2 separate regions of the Anas platyrhynchos genome follow, and region 2 is linked to region 1. The links are chromatin contacts, called in public Hi-C maps. All regions are on one chromosome and are shown on one strand. Each heading gives the region's core, a stretch centred on a gene start, on an enhancer-like site or on the middle of the called end of the contact. The rest is flanking DNA. Distances are from core to core; before and after follow the strand shown.

Region 1 (6,684 bases), core at 2,303-4,802:
AGTTCAAACCCAGCACTCGCTGCCGCTTGTGCAGCAGTGTTTACTCCTGCAAAGCACAGGGAGGTTGGAGGATAAAACAGAGACATAGCATGTTTCTGAGTGATACTCCGTCTGGTGCCAAAAGTGCTACCATAATGCCACTATTAAAGCTCCACACCTCGCACTGTCCTGTACTGCTGCTAACAGCCCTCATACTGAATGGCTTGGAAGTGAGAGAAGTTTTTAAGTTCTTTTTGCAGATCGCACAAGGTAGGAGAAATCACCGGGCACAGAGATTTAGTATTTGTTTTGCACTTACTGAAAACAAGACATCCGTTAACCCTGGCAGCAGTCAATAAGGTTTATCCCCCCAAAAAGATGAAATGTGACATGCTTAACTCCCCAAAACTACTGATAGTATTTCAGAATAAGATCTGTTACCACATTGTAGGTTTCTGAGGTGCTTTGTCTTGTTTTGTTTGCTGTCTTGATGTTGTTGATCTAATTCTATTTGCAGATAACAAGGTTAGATAAATTTGAAGGTTATATGAGTTGAAAGTTACGCGATGCAGTTTTCCTGGCCCAATAGCCCTAATCAGAACTGAGAAAGGGAATAAGCCATTTATGAAAGTAGAATTCATACTTCTCAGCCAGCTGAAACTGGGAGCAGTTTGTTCCTAGATTTATTTTTTTAATTGGATACAGTTTGAGCAGATGCCTGCAAGAGCCATTACATAGTAGCAGCTACTTAGAAGGACCCTGGAATTCATTAGTGCTGTTACAAACAGATATTTAAAGGGCTGAAGTCAGTCTTTTAATAGACAAAATGGCTGTAAAAAGACACAAATATATTTATCTGTCCAATCCTTTATTTTATTTAAGTTAAATTGACATCCAGAACAAAACTTACAGGAAATATCAGCATACCCATTTTCTCTTCTGCTAGACACTGAGCCACTGGAAGAACATTGTAAAGTTCAACACGAGATAATTTCTTCCATTAGAAATGCTTTTGCACTTCCTCTTCTGCTGTAGTAATACTATTTTATCATTTCACCTACAACCACAGTATCTAATCCCCATTGCCTTGTTCCAGCCTCTCTGTTTCCTTGCCTTCAGCCTTCTCATTCTTGGCTTGTTCTCTCTGATTGGACCTCGGTAACTTCTCACCGAGAAGTTCAACATAGACCTGCTCTCACAGCTTTCCTCCTCTTCATCTGTTCTTCAGCTCCTTTTCTAACTCCATTGTTGCTTTGCATGTTCTGGTGTGCTGACTTCCCCTTGCTGTTTGCTGTTCTTGCCTCAATTTTCTGTTTTTCATCTTCTAACAGGGTTCAGGCCATCCTGTCTCTTGCCTTCTACCCGCTTTCCAGTTGTTCTTCCCAAGAAGTCTCTTGTTGAAGAAATTGCCTACATATTCAAACACCTTGCTGCTATGAGGAGTTGCTTCATCATAGCCTTCCTGCAGTCTGGACTCCTGTGCTATCTCCTCCTGGTTCTTTTATTTACTCATTGGAAATATTCTTGCTTCTCTCCCACCTTCTCTTTGTACTCCATAGATCTCATACTATGAACTAGCATTTACAGTTAGTCTGCTGGCTACTGTTCCTTCCCTAACTGTTTAATTCATATTCCATCTCCCTGGTAAAATATTCCCAATGTGGTTATCTCATTTGCAAACATTATTAGATTAAAATATATATTTAGTTTATATTTAGTTTCAGAAGTGCAAAACTTATCACACAAGTAAAATACTCTAACATACTACCTATAGTGTATGTTTACTGTTGTACTTGGATTAAATCAGAAATGTTCTGCTGACTACCATAGGTACTATAATGTTAATGTACAAACAGCAAAGGGTATTGACCTTATCTCAAATGGTAGAGGAGTGTTCTTTATCATCTATTCATGCTTTCTCAAAATTCCCTTCTCTGCTGAAGATACAGGCTTTAAATCTTTGAAAAAAAAAATAAATAAAAAAATAAAAAATAAAAGTTTTGCACAATTCTCTCTCAATGGCTTTTGCATGTTTGTATTGCATGTTTGGCCCAATCTTACCACATTAATTAGTACACAGTCACACACTGTCTCAGATGGGAGGCAGAAACCGATAACTGAAAGCTGTTAAAAAGCAGATTCTTTAAACTACCTCCTACCTGCTCCTGAGTCTGTAAGCACTCTTTCTCTGAAGTCTAACAGCCCTAAACAGCCAATGACCTATGCTAATCTATTTGCCTTTCCACTGGATCATAAGGGACAAAAGTAAAGACTCATTCAGACTCATTCTGTGGTGGTGGGTGAGTGCCATCAGGAAAGCGCTGCCATTCCTGGCCAGCCCTCACCTACAAGGTTTCATTTCCACAGACATGCAGGAGAGGCTGGAGAAGGCTGGTGTGCAGACCTAGCTTTGATGCAGAGTTAGGATATGGCCAGAGCACACAGGCTGGCTCATAAATGTGGAAGTGCTCTGAGGTCTGGTAATGCGGGTGTAACTACAGCCATGAAATTGCTTCAGCTGAGGTGCAGGGACTTTCAGCAACCCCAGGATTTCAGCTGTTATTCTCCACCTCTTCCTCCAACTTTCTTTGGCCCACTCAGGGCATTCCAGCTATTCTGCACCATGGTGAGGGTTGCCCCTTGGCCAGTTTGGCTGGCTCCCTTCTGATCTCTGACCTCCTAGATGAAGACATAAGAGAGTAGTCAGCAAGACAGGATGCAGGCTGAAGGTCAGCCTGGATATACCTATCTAAGCACCCAGGGAATGACAGGGTCACTTGGTGGCCAGTAGCTATTACAATATTTAGGAAGGTCACAGAAGCCCTGGAATATCAGCTTCACAGACTGAAACACATGTTGTAATAGTCTGAAAACCGATATCATGAGAGAGAAGCCAGGACCCAGGTGCGACTTTCACAGTTGAACCCTGCCAAAGTGAACACATTGCACATAGCAATTTGAGTAAAAAGAGGGAAAAAGAGAAACTCAGACATAATCTTCTTCTGGGAAACAGGAAGCTTGCTTTATTACATTTCGTGTGAGTGACCTTGCAGAACATTTCTGTATTGCAGAGTGTAAGACTTCATGTCCTAAAAAGAATCAGAAAAGGAGAGGGGACTACATTTTGCCTGGGGTAGATGGCTACTACAGTGTAGGGAAGCTGTGCCAGCGTATGCCACAAAGACTTTGGATCAAGGTTTCCTGTGACCGAAAAGCAATGCCAAACTTGCACTGAAAAAGGACTATCCCCAATAGGGAGCCCAAGACACGGGTACAAAGCTGATCCACACTGCACTCAGCTTCATCCTCCTGGGAGCAACCTTTGCTGGCCACGGCCTGCACGACCTAACCCACCTCCTCCTCCTACTTCTGCACCGCACAATTCTTTCAGCAGCTTCTCTTCTCTCCCCTCTGCCGCCTTCATTGAATTACGGGCAGATCTGCCAGAGGAAAGCAGGTCTGTCAGAGTGTTGCTGAAACAGGCCTGCGCACCCCTGCCCGGGGGCAGGCACCCCTTGGGCCCGCTGGCCGCGGTGGGGCGGCGGGGCTGCGGGAGGCGGCGCGACGCCTTGTTTACTACGGGCCCCGGCGCTGCTCCGGCCGCCGCCTCTGCCCCCATTCGTTCTCGGCGGTGTTTGCTCGCTTCTGCCCGTCCCCTTTCGGGGACCCAAGGGGATCGCGGTGAGGGCTCGGCTGTCTTATCGTGGAAGGCAAGAGCGGTCCTCCGGGGCTGCCTCCGCCCGGCCCCCGGAGCAGGAGCAGCGCTGGCAGCAGGAAAACAGCTCGCCTTAACCATTTCCTTGCGGAAGGAGGAACGCTGCCCTCAGTGCCTCTCCCCAGCCCGGAATGATGCCAGAGCTCGACCTTTTCCTGATGCAAATCTGCTTATCAAGTACCTGACTTGCACTTAAGAGAAATGTATGTGTGGGGTACCGTGCAGACTGTGCCTCCTCATCTTTATACAGTGCTTTTATCAGGATATGCGGGATTATGCGAGCAGTTTACACACACATGCAAATATACAGCAATGCAATTACAAGCTAGAGTGCATAATGCAAACAGATGAGCCACCCGCAGAACTGGCAGAAGACAAATATCTGTTTTAACTGCTGGCTCTTTTCTGAGGTACCAGTAGCACAGCAGTCACCCAGCTGAAGCAATGGAAAGAAACACGTGATTCACCTTGGTGCATTTCTCATACGTCACAAATTCTTCCCTATCTGAAATATGAGGGGCCAGAACTTCCTAGGAATCCTTCTGCCAGGGCTGTCCTTGCATAACAGAAGTATCTATGTGTGGGCTGCGAAATAAGCTCCCTACTTCTACCTGTGGATTTCTGTTCCTGGCCCCAAAACTACGGAATTCTCTGCAACAGCTTGCAGTGTTTTTAAGGGCATATGAGAAAATGATCCTTCAGAAATACCCTAACATACCAGCTGTTAAAAATAATAAAAAATAAATAATAATAATTAAATAAAATCTTCAAATATCCAGAGAAATATATCTTTGCGTAAAACAGAATTCATCCCTTGGTATATAATTTGTACAAAGCTAAGATAGCATGCTTCTTTACAGTCATATTTTATTTGACAACACAAATGACGAGAAACAGAAAGCCCACTGCAGAAGTCAGCCTTGACACATAATGCCAGTGCAACCAAGACCCCCTCAGCTTGGGGGGAGCATAGGGATGTCAGCACAGGGAGCACACATGTCCATGTGCAGGATTTCTCTGCTCACCAGGTCCGGCTTTGAAGAAAAGCCCTGAAGATGTTTTGCTTTGTTCCTGCATTGTATTTTTAGACAGCATAATAAGAGAAGCTTAGTCCCTTTTCAGCTGTGCTAAAGGACATGCTGATTCCCAAGCTGAGTGAACAGATACTCTCGTATTAGGAGAGATCAGGAAGAGTGCTGATTTGCAGCCCTTTCCCACTGCAGTCTTAAGCAAACAGAGTTTAATTAAATCAATAATGGTCAAAACTACTTTGGGCAGAGAGGACTTTCAGTTCCTTTAACGGTGATGAATCCACTGCCTCTGAAAACAAAAACAAAACAGAAAGGAGAAAGTCTGGGGATTTTTGCTAGCCCTAATCATTTAAAATAGTTTTGTTGTTCTCCTTATTTCAAACCGCTCGGTACCGCCACAATAGCTCTTTGATATCGGACACTGATATTGATCTGGGTGCATCTGTCTCGCTCAGCAGCTGATAATGACAGCACACGTGATTTCCTGTTATTGAAGCCCCACAGACATTTCTGGAGCCAGAGCTTGGCAGCTCCGGGGATCCTTTCCCATCAGCCGCCCAGTGTCCAATGCTCTCATTGCCTTTCAGCCGATGTAAGAAGGATACGCTGCAGCCCCGCTGAGTTGTAAACAACTTGTTTACCTCCTTCTCAGTGTAATCTGTCCCTGCTTCTATCGGCTCCTGTGGCATCAACAGAGCATTAAAACACCCCGAGCTCATAGGCTGATGTGCAGAAAACAACTCAAGGATCCTTTCCCAGCTCTTGCTTTCTAGGGCACAGGAGGTTATTTATACCTGTTGTCTCCAGTCAGCCAAAGCAGCCCAGCTTTTGCATGTGGTTAGCTTTGAAGAAAACTAGTTTGTGACATTAATTCTTCTGGCATGACAATATAAGCAGTGTGGGCATGCTGCTGCTCTTCCTGCAAAGTTGCATTTGGGTCAGGCAGAAAGAAGCACCATCTTTTTTTTTTTTTTTACATGCTGCTTACATCTGAATCAAAAAAGCAGAAAGTGTGCATGATTTTATATCTCCAAAGTGAAGGGAACACCAATCAAAATTGCAGCAGAAGGCTGGTTCATGGGGTAAAACCCTGTGGATTTTAACCTGCATGCAAGAGTGGAGGGGAATTTGAAAACATCCGAAAGTCTCGAGTCTGTCCCCTCCGTATTCCTGGCCAGGACTTTGGAACAACGGTACAAGAAACTGACCTAGAAACAACTTCCCTGGGGTTTGGTGCTGGGCACTGAATAGGAGTGACTGGGCTCTGTGTGAATGTGCTCACTTTGTACATGAGCTGCAGAGCAGCTCTCAGGTGCCCTCAGAGAGCGTGATCCTGCTCCTCTGGAAATGGAGGGCAAACCTCCAATCAGGTTTGGGGATTTTAAGAACTGACGGATACTTGAGGCTGGCTGTAGCTCACAACACTCTGCACCCAAGTATCTGAGGTGCTGCAGCACCTGTGCAGGGGGAAATTTTCCCAGTCAGTGTCCCATCTGCAGAGCAGAGGATCAATAACAGGCAACTATTTTTGGAGGTGCTCTTTGAAAACTTGTTCTGAGAAGTAATAGGCTTAACATAAGTGTCTTTCTTTGTATTTTGTAGTACCTGCTTAAAATGCTATTAAAAACAAACAAACAAACAAACAAAAATCACACACACACACAAAAAAACAAACCAGCAGTTACTTTTAGTTCTCATGCTTGAAATAGAAACTCGATTTTGATAATTACCAGCTTCTGTCACCCTAATGGTGACACAATAATGTCAAGACTTTTTGATATTCAAATTGAACTGGAGCTCTTGTAAGATCATGGCAGTGTATTTAGCGGAATAACCTGATCAGGGTGATAATCCAGGCAACCTCATTTAGGCATTGCCTCATCTCAGACAGGTGTCCCTGGGAGAGGGTGGATGGTGGGGGGGAGGGCAAGGAAGCATCTGATATGGAAGAACTGAATT
Region 2 (6,541 bases), core at 1,049-3,548, 300 kb after region 1:
AAAGTAGGCTTCTGTCATTACTGGCTTTGCAGTTTTCAAATGTTGCAAGGCCACATTTGTTAGCCTGTTGCAAGGCTAACTGAAGATGTCAACCTGAGTACAATGGTTTTCAAGTTGGGTTAAATCAGGTCAGCATTTTTATTGATTTGATGACATGTATGATCACTAAATTTTAACTGAGGGTGATTCATATTAACCATATTTCCTATGTGACTTCAGCTGCAAGCCATATGGATGTGAATGGAGGCTCACATATCCGTCAACATGCCTACTAACCATTCTCTCAGATAACTATTTGCAAAACCCCAAACACAACTCCACTAATAATTGTATCCGTACTCAAACATACATGCATGCATACTATACTTCTGTAATCATAAAACCCTTAGCAACAACAAAAACGTAAAGAGTCATGAATTAAGTTATTTTTTCCAAGTGCCAGTTTGAATATGCCAAGACAAACCCAGAAGTCCTGCTGCTAGCAGGCATTTCCTGAAGAGATATATCTACCACAGAAAGAAAAACACTACCCAGCTCCATCTCAAATTAAATGTCAAGTACAGCTGTTTATAAATAAACACTTATTAAAAACAAATGAAAGCTATGAAAAGAATAGTTTGACTTAGAATCGAAGAAGATGCAGGCCTCACTCTAATCAGAAATTTCTGAGGAAATACAAAGAACTAAGGGTGCAACTAATATCCATTTAGAGAATTCTGGGAGTCCAAACTCAGCCAAGGTCAATGTGACTTCACAGTCCTATTTAAAGTCTTTCAGTGAGGGACTAGACCCGCAGAGGATGTGATGGTGAGGTGATATGTAGATTTCCATAGCTCTTGCTTGCTTCTTAGACTGAATTCATTACTGTTGCTTTCTCTACATAAAGGGTACTGAAATAATTATTTCAGAATAGCTTTATTAATCTTTTTATTGGGCTCCATTAAGAATCTAGTAATTATGTGGGATTACAGCATGTAATTAACCCTCTAACCAAAAATAAATAAATGAACACAAAGATCACAGTTTTGTAGCTATTGCTTGCCAATCCACAAAGCTTCCATGCCATGAGGTATTTTCAGAGGCATGGTAGTGATGTTACCAGTGATCGAGCTGATTGCTGAACTGTGCACCTCCACCTGTGAGCAGGAATTAGTGGCACAGGTGACAAACCTGGCATGTATGTAAGCAGCTGAGTGGCATGCAGCAGGGCAGGACACAGGGCCTGGGGACATGGCATCCTGAGGTGCATTGGTGAGAGACAGTAGCTCCCAACTTCTGGGAAAGAAGGATATTGCTTTCTGTGAGAACTGCTTTTCCCTGAGGAAAACCCAAGGGTTTTACATACATCCAAAGCTTGGCATGACATTGACCTCTGGTTTGAAGAAGTGTCTGACTTTGGACTTGCCATCTCAGGGTTCCCAGCCATGTGACAGAGCACAGTGCTGGTATCAGCCATTTTACATAGGCAGATGAGCAGCATTTCCAAAGGCAACAGTACATTTCTGTGATCAGTAGCACTATGAGTATCCACCCACACTACACAAGACAAATTCATGCATGCTGTTTTGATAGTGTCATGCACAAAGACAAAACCTAATGACCACACATATGTGCAAACATACAGCCTGTACGTAAAGCTTTATGCAAGGAAATACACCTTTGAAAATCTGGGCCCAGGATTATGCACACTGCCTCTAAACGAGTTCTTGCAATGTACGCTGGAGTAATTTAAGAGGTTATTATTCTCAGCTGCCTGCCCACACAGACAGGAGTTACTACCCAAAAGCTAAGATTTATTGCAGTTTCACTGAATACACCAGGCTGTGACCTCTGTAGCTGAGAGAAGGGTATATCACCCTTTCTGCTGCCTCTGCTACTGGGGTAATAATGTCTGGCAGAAAAATGGAGCAGGAATTTTAAATCACTCCTACACAAATAACCAAAGTTCATCTTGAGGTTCTCTCAATAAGGCCAAACTAGACCAATGTCCTTACACTTCTCTGCTGCCTTGCCCCCTTGACTGCAGAGTCTTTGTGAAGTTCAGAACCTATCAATCCATCCAGTAAAATATTTGACACTGGTAGATGTGTTAAAAAGGGGAACAAAACTCATACCTTCTGCAATTAGTCAGGAGAGGAAAAGCAGGTAACAATAGATGAATCATGTTATTGAGCATTAAAAGGAAATCTCATTTTCTGGAAAGTCTTCCAGCTTTCAAATTCCTCTGGAATATCCAACACATCTCTCTTTCCAACAGCGGGGTTTTAAGTAAAGGAATGCTCTAAACTGGAGCCAGAACCTCGGGAGATTTAGCAGACATAACATAGGTCCCGTTTTCATGCCCCTGATTGTACTCAGTTCTGTAGTTCAAGCTTCTTATCTCTGTTAGTGTAACTGTAAATTAGCACAATATGTTCTTTAACCAACCATGTCAGCAGACCCCACATTGCTTGCCAAATAATTATCTTCAAACTTCAAAGTCACCCTTGGAGGCTTTTACGTATGGCATTGTAACTTTTAAAAATAAAATTTTTATATATTCTAAATCTAAGCAATGATTAATCACCAGCTGATAGAGTTGAAGAATGTCCTCATGTGAAAGTATCCACGAAAATAGCTTGCTTTGCAGAAGCAGGGTGATACCTAGATGAAACTGAGGGGTGAGAACATTATTTTTCATTCAAGATAATGTCAGAGACAAGAAAGCTTCCTTTTCTGAGTGAGAAAGCTGACAGACAGAAACTGCCCCTCAAAACACCAGCAAGACACAAGGCTGGTCAGAACTGAGACAGTGAAAATGTCTAATGTGACAGTAATAGGGGTAAAATCAAAAGAATAAATCAATTTGGCAAAAACCAAGAATTACTCCTGATATTTCTTGTTGAAGTGAAAGGAAGCCTTGAGAAAATTCTTCATGTTGCATTCAACATTTCATTTGACTCAATTCTGTCTTTGATGCTGGTAATAAATACAATAGAAATGTTGAGTTGGAGTGACAACACTGTCAGGAGGCTGCAGCAGAGGAAGACCAGCAGTTAGTAGGGCACATACCTTGTGGGGGACAGGGCCTACACCCTAGCTGTACTACTACTGCTCAAATGCATACCAATACAATAGAGGTTGGAGGGTAAAAAATTGCATTGTTTCAGAGGTATCAAGAGAACATCTGCCTTGTTCCAGGTGGCAAAGATGTTTGTTTTGCATGTGGGTGATGAAGCACAGTGACCTCAGCCCCAAAAGAGCAATAAGGCCAAATCTGCAACAGATCCCTTGGGCCTCAACTTCTATGAAATTTGGCTCGTCCAAAACAAAACCTTGGAAACCAAACCAAGACTTTCATTATTATCATTTCCACCCCCCAGCTGAATTTTGACCTGACTTGAGCGGCATTGCCAAGAGAACTGCAAACACGGGGTTCTGTCAGGAATATAAAATGATTCCCCACATCCCCTTGAGACTGGGCACAAATGCTGCTGGGGCTTGGATGCAGAGGGAGGCAGGCTGGTGTTGTTCGATGGAGGAACGAGTGCGTGTTTGCATGATTTATTGCGTGAGCCCTTGCGTGAGCAGGCACACATAGAGATCTGGTGGACAGCAGCCAGCAAGCACCGAAGGTGACAGCTTATGCTGAGGCCCTGGCAGGAAGCCCAGCAAGGGAAGCTCTTTGCATGGTGTGCTGATGGAGGGCACTTCCAACAGCAAGCGAAGAAAACAGTTCCCCCATCCAACTCGTTCCAAATTCATGGCAACAGGATCTTGTAGCGGTTTGTCCTATTAACAGAAACACCCGGCACTGCTCTGCATAATGACTAACTCTTGGTGACAACCAGGACAACAGAGCAAGGCCTGGAGCATGAGTAAGACCTGTGCTCCCCAGGACTGTTACACAAAACCGGCTCACCAGTTGCCTTTGCTTAGGTAAATGTCACATGTGCTAAATAAAGGCTGTGACTAATTGATTTCTACTGGGAAGGAATGAGGAAAAACAATTGTTTTGTTGTTGTTTTTATTTTTAATACATCCAATTACTGTAGACTAGCAACAGTTGCCAGGACAAGCTGTTCCAGTTTCATTCCCAGTGCCAGGGAAACGGGCCATTTTAAGGAGTGGTTCATATGGGCAAAGAAACAGAAATACCCAAAAAGCCAAAGTGTCGACATACAGTAAAGCATGCTTAAGAAAGCTGGCAAACTACTTGGGATAAAAGCCCCTGAGAGAGGCTTCTGAGGTGAATTATTACAGATTTATTGTAGTTTTAGAGTTGTAAGCAGCATTTGAAAGTGCAGAACAAGATCAGTGTACCTTACCTAGGCATGGTCTCCACAGGGATCATGGTTGCTCACAGTTAATCTATTTAAGAGTTTTCTGGTATATTGAGCTTTCTCTGGGTGCAGTCTAATAGTTACATTTTAAACCACCAGCAGCAGGAAATTATTTCATGTATGGGATTCAGATGAGAAGATTGAGACCTGTGCTAGACCAATTCTGTACCACAAGGAAGTAACAAGAAAATTCCTGCCAAAGGAGGACCCTTGCTGCTGTGTCCCACCTTCCCCGCTGCATTTAGGGCTTCTTTGGGAATTTTGTTTTCATCAGAGCCTCTATTCATGAAACAGGAATCCATCAGTACTGCCCTTAGATTCTGGATGGAAAAAGGCGGTTTGTATCCCAGAGTACTTGTAGCAGGAGTTAGATTTGAGTTCAGTCATAATAAAGATGTATTAATTATGAATAATAATTTTGGTTAGTTATATTTAGGCAGGGTTTTATTGCTTCTTGAGTTCAAAATGGTTGTCTCAGGCCAATTTTTTTTTCTTCTCTCTAGTGTTTGTAAAATTATTTAGGCGAATCTGTACTGCTAAAGTAAGCAACCATGTATTTATCTCAATAACCTTCTAAAGTCAGCAGAAGTTGAATGAATCTGCCAGGTTATAATTCTTTAAAAAACAGCATCAGATTATTAGCAGCATCTTCAGCTCCAAGTATTTTAGCAAGCAGTCTCCTCTCTTCATCTTTTCAACTACAAATCCCCCACGCTTCTGGCTCCTTGATGTCTGTTTCGCATTGAGACAGTGCCCTTCCACAAGGGAAAGGCAGACTAAACCAATGAAATGAAATTGCCTTGTGAAAATTTGTTGTGATTTATTTTTTTTTTCTTAAATATTTCTATTCCACTGGGAGCTACGGACTATTTGCTGTGCATTCTTCTCTGTAAATAAGGTTTATTGTTTAGCCTACATATTCCATGAGATGCCACATGGTCTCCTATTAGCAAAAGAGGAGATTGCATCTGTGGGACCAGAGTTCAGTTGATGGAGGGGAATTACACACAAAGAAAGAAAACACAAACAACCTAACTATAACTCTTGCAAGACTGCAGCAGAATATCTGAACAGAAATTAGTGATTACTTTCTAACCAACAAGTCATTTTGAAGCAAGGATTTCTTGTGAATTTTTGTTCTTGAAAACCCAGTTTTCCATCTGAAGCAATTTTGAAAATGTGTGACTAGTCATTTACCTGCCCCTCTAAGCTTTTTGTTGGAATTAGATAAATTCTTTATAGTCAAGATTATATGTCCTATTTGTTCTGTGTAGTATACGGAACAGTTATGGTTCACCATAAAAAAAATACTACCTTTTAGATGAACAAGCGTAAACATCTTACATTTAGAACAAAAAAAATTCCAACGAGATAGAACAATTCCTTCTTTCACATGATGGCATATGCCAGCTAATTAGCCACATGGGACACCGAACACTGCAGGAGACACAGATGGCAATTTGGGGCTGATAGTCCTACCGCAATCGAACAGCACATTGTTTGTTGGCAGAATATATTGCCATTTTTGTGCTGAAGTCTGTGGAGTAATCATAGCAGCTCTTGGTCTTGATAGTTACAGCTACTCTCAGAGCAGATTCTCATGAACTTATTTTTAACAAAATAAGAGTTTTGAGTTTGACTATGGCTCTATGTATGATTGGAAGGTTTGAGTATTCTTCGTTTAATGCTCCTGCACATGTTCTTTGGCTACATCCTAGCTCCTAGACACACAACTTACTTTCCTTCCCCATTTTATCCCCAAGACCAGGGATTAAAGGACAGGGCACGTGGGTAGATGTGTTCTCCAACCATGACCCCAGATTAGATCATCAGGAAACCATGCTGCAGCTTACACTATGACATACACCAGTACAGATTACCTATTAATTTCTTGGTAGCATTGCATGGTAGTTATAAATGCTCATTTTAGTGTCTTGGGACCAATCTCTCTAATCCCTCTCTATCATCAATTAACTCAGTTTTAAATATTCAGGGTCCCTACAGAAGGGAACTCTCCCTATATTGAACCTGACAACCCTATATTAACTTTTTTGGATGTATTTCAAACATTTTTAAAATTGTCACAGTACTGGCACCATCACAAATCTCACCTGGTGATTTGGCACCCCTGTCAATTGGTTATCATTACTGTGATAGGGGAAATCAGTGGAGACAAGCTCTACGCTCATCTTGGTGCAGGTTTTAGATGCTGATCTTGT

What was found. Hi-C and Micro-C count contacts between places; a contact is called where the count stands out from the background.
Region 2: a contact with region 1 is called in a Hi-C map of small yellow follicle, with 2.8 times the contacts expected there. The contact joins two enhancer-like sites. A contact is called at or near these places in 2 of 8 Hi-C or Micro-C datasets (F5 follicle and small yellow follicle).

Annotation. Positions count from the first base shown.
Region 1 is chr1:145,841,924-145,848,607 of IASCAAS_PekinDuck_T2T, forward strand. No RefSeq gene overlaps it. Among named protein-coding and RNA genes, the nearest start is that of IRS2, 200 kb to the right of the region's middle. Within about 2 kb of position 3,553, at least 6 of the 8 cell types and tissues checked have an H3K27ac peak or open chromatin away from gene starts, as enhancers often do. A contact at or near this core is called in F5 follicle and small yellow follicle, where this site is marked.
Region 2 is chr1:146,145,808-146,152,348 of IASCAAS_PekinDuck_T2T, forward strand. No RefSeq gene overlaps it. Among named protein-coding and RNA genes, the nearest start is that of IRS2, 100 kb to the left of the region's middle. Within about 2 kb of position 2,299, at least 3 of the 8 cell types and tissues checked have an H3K27ac peak or open chromatin away from gene starts, as enhancers often do. A contact at or near this core is called in F5 follicle and small yellow follicle, where this site is marked.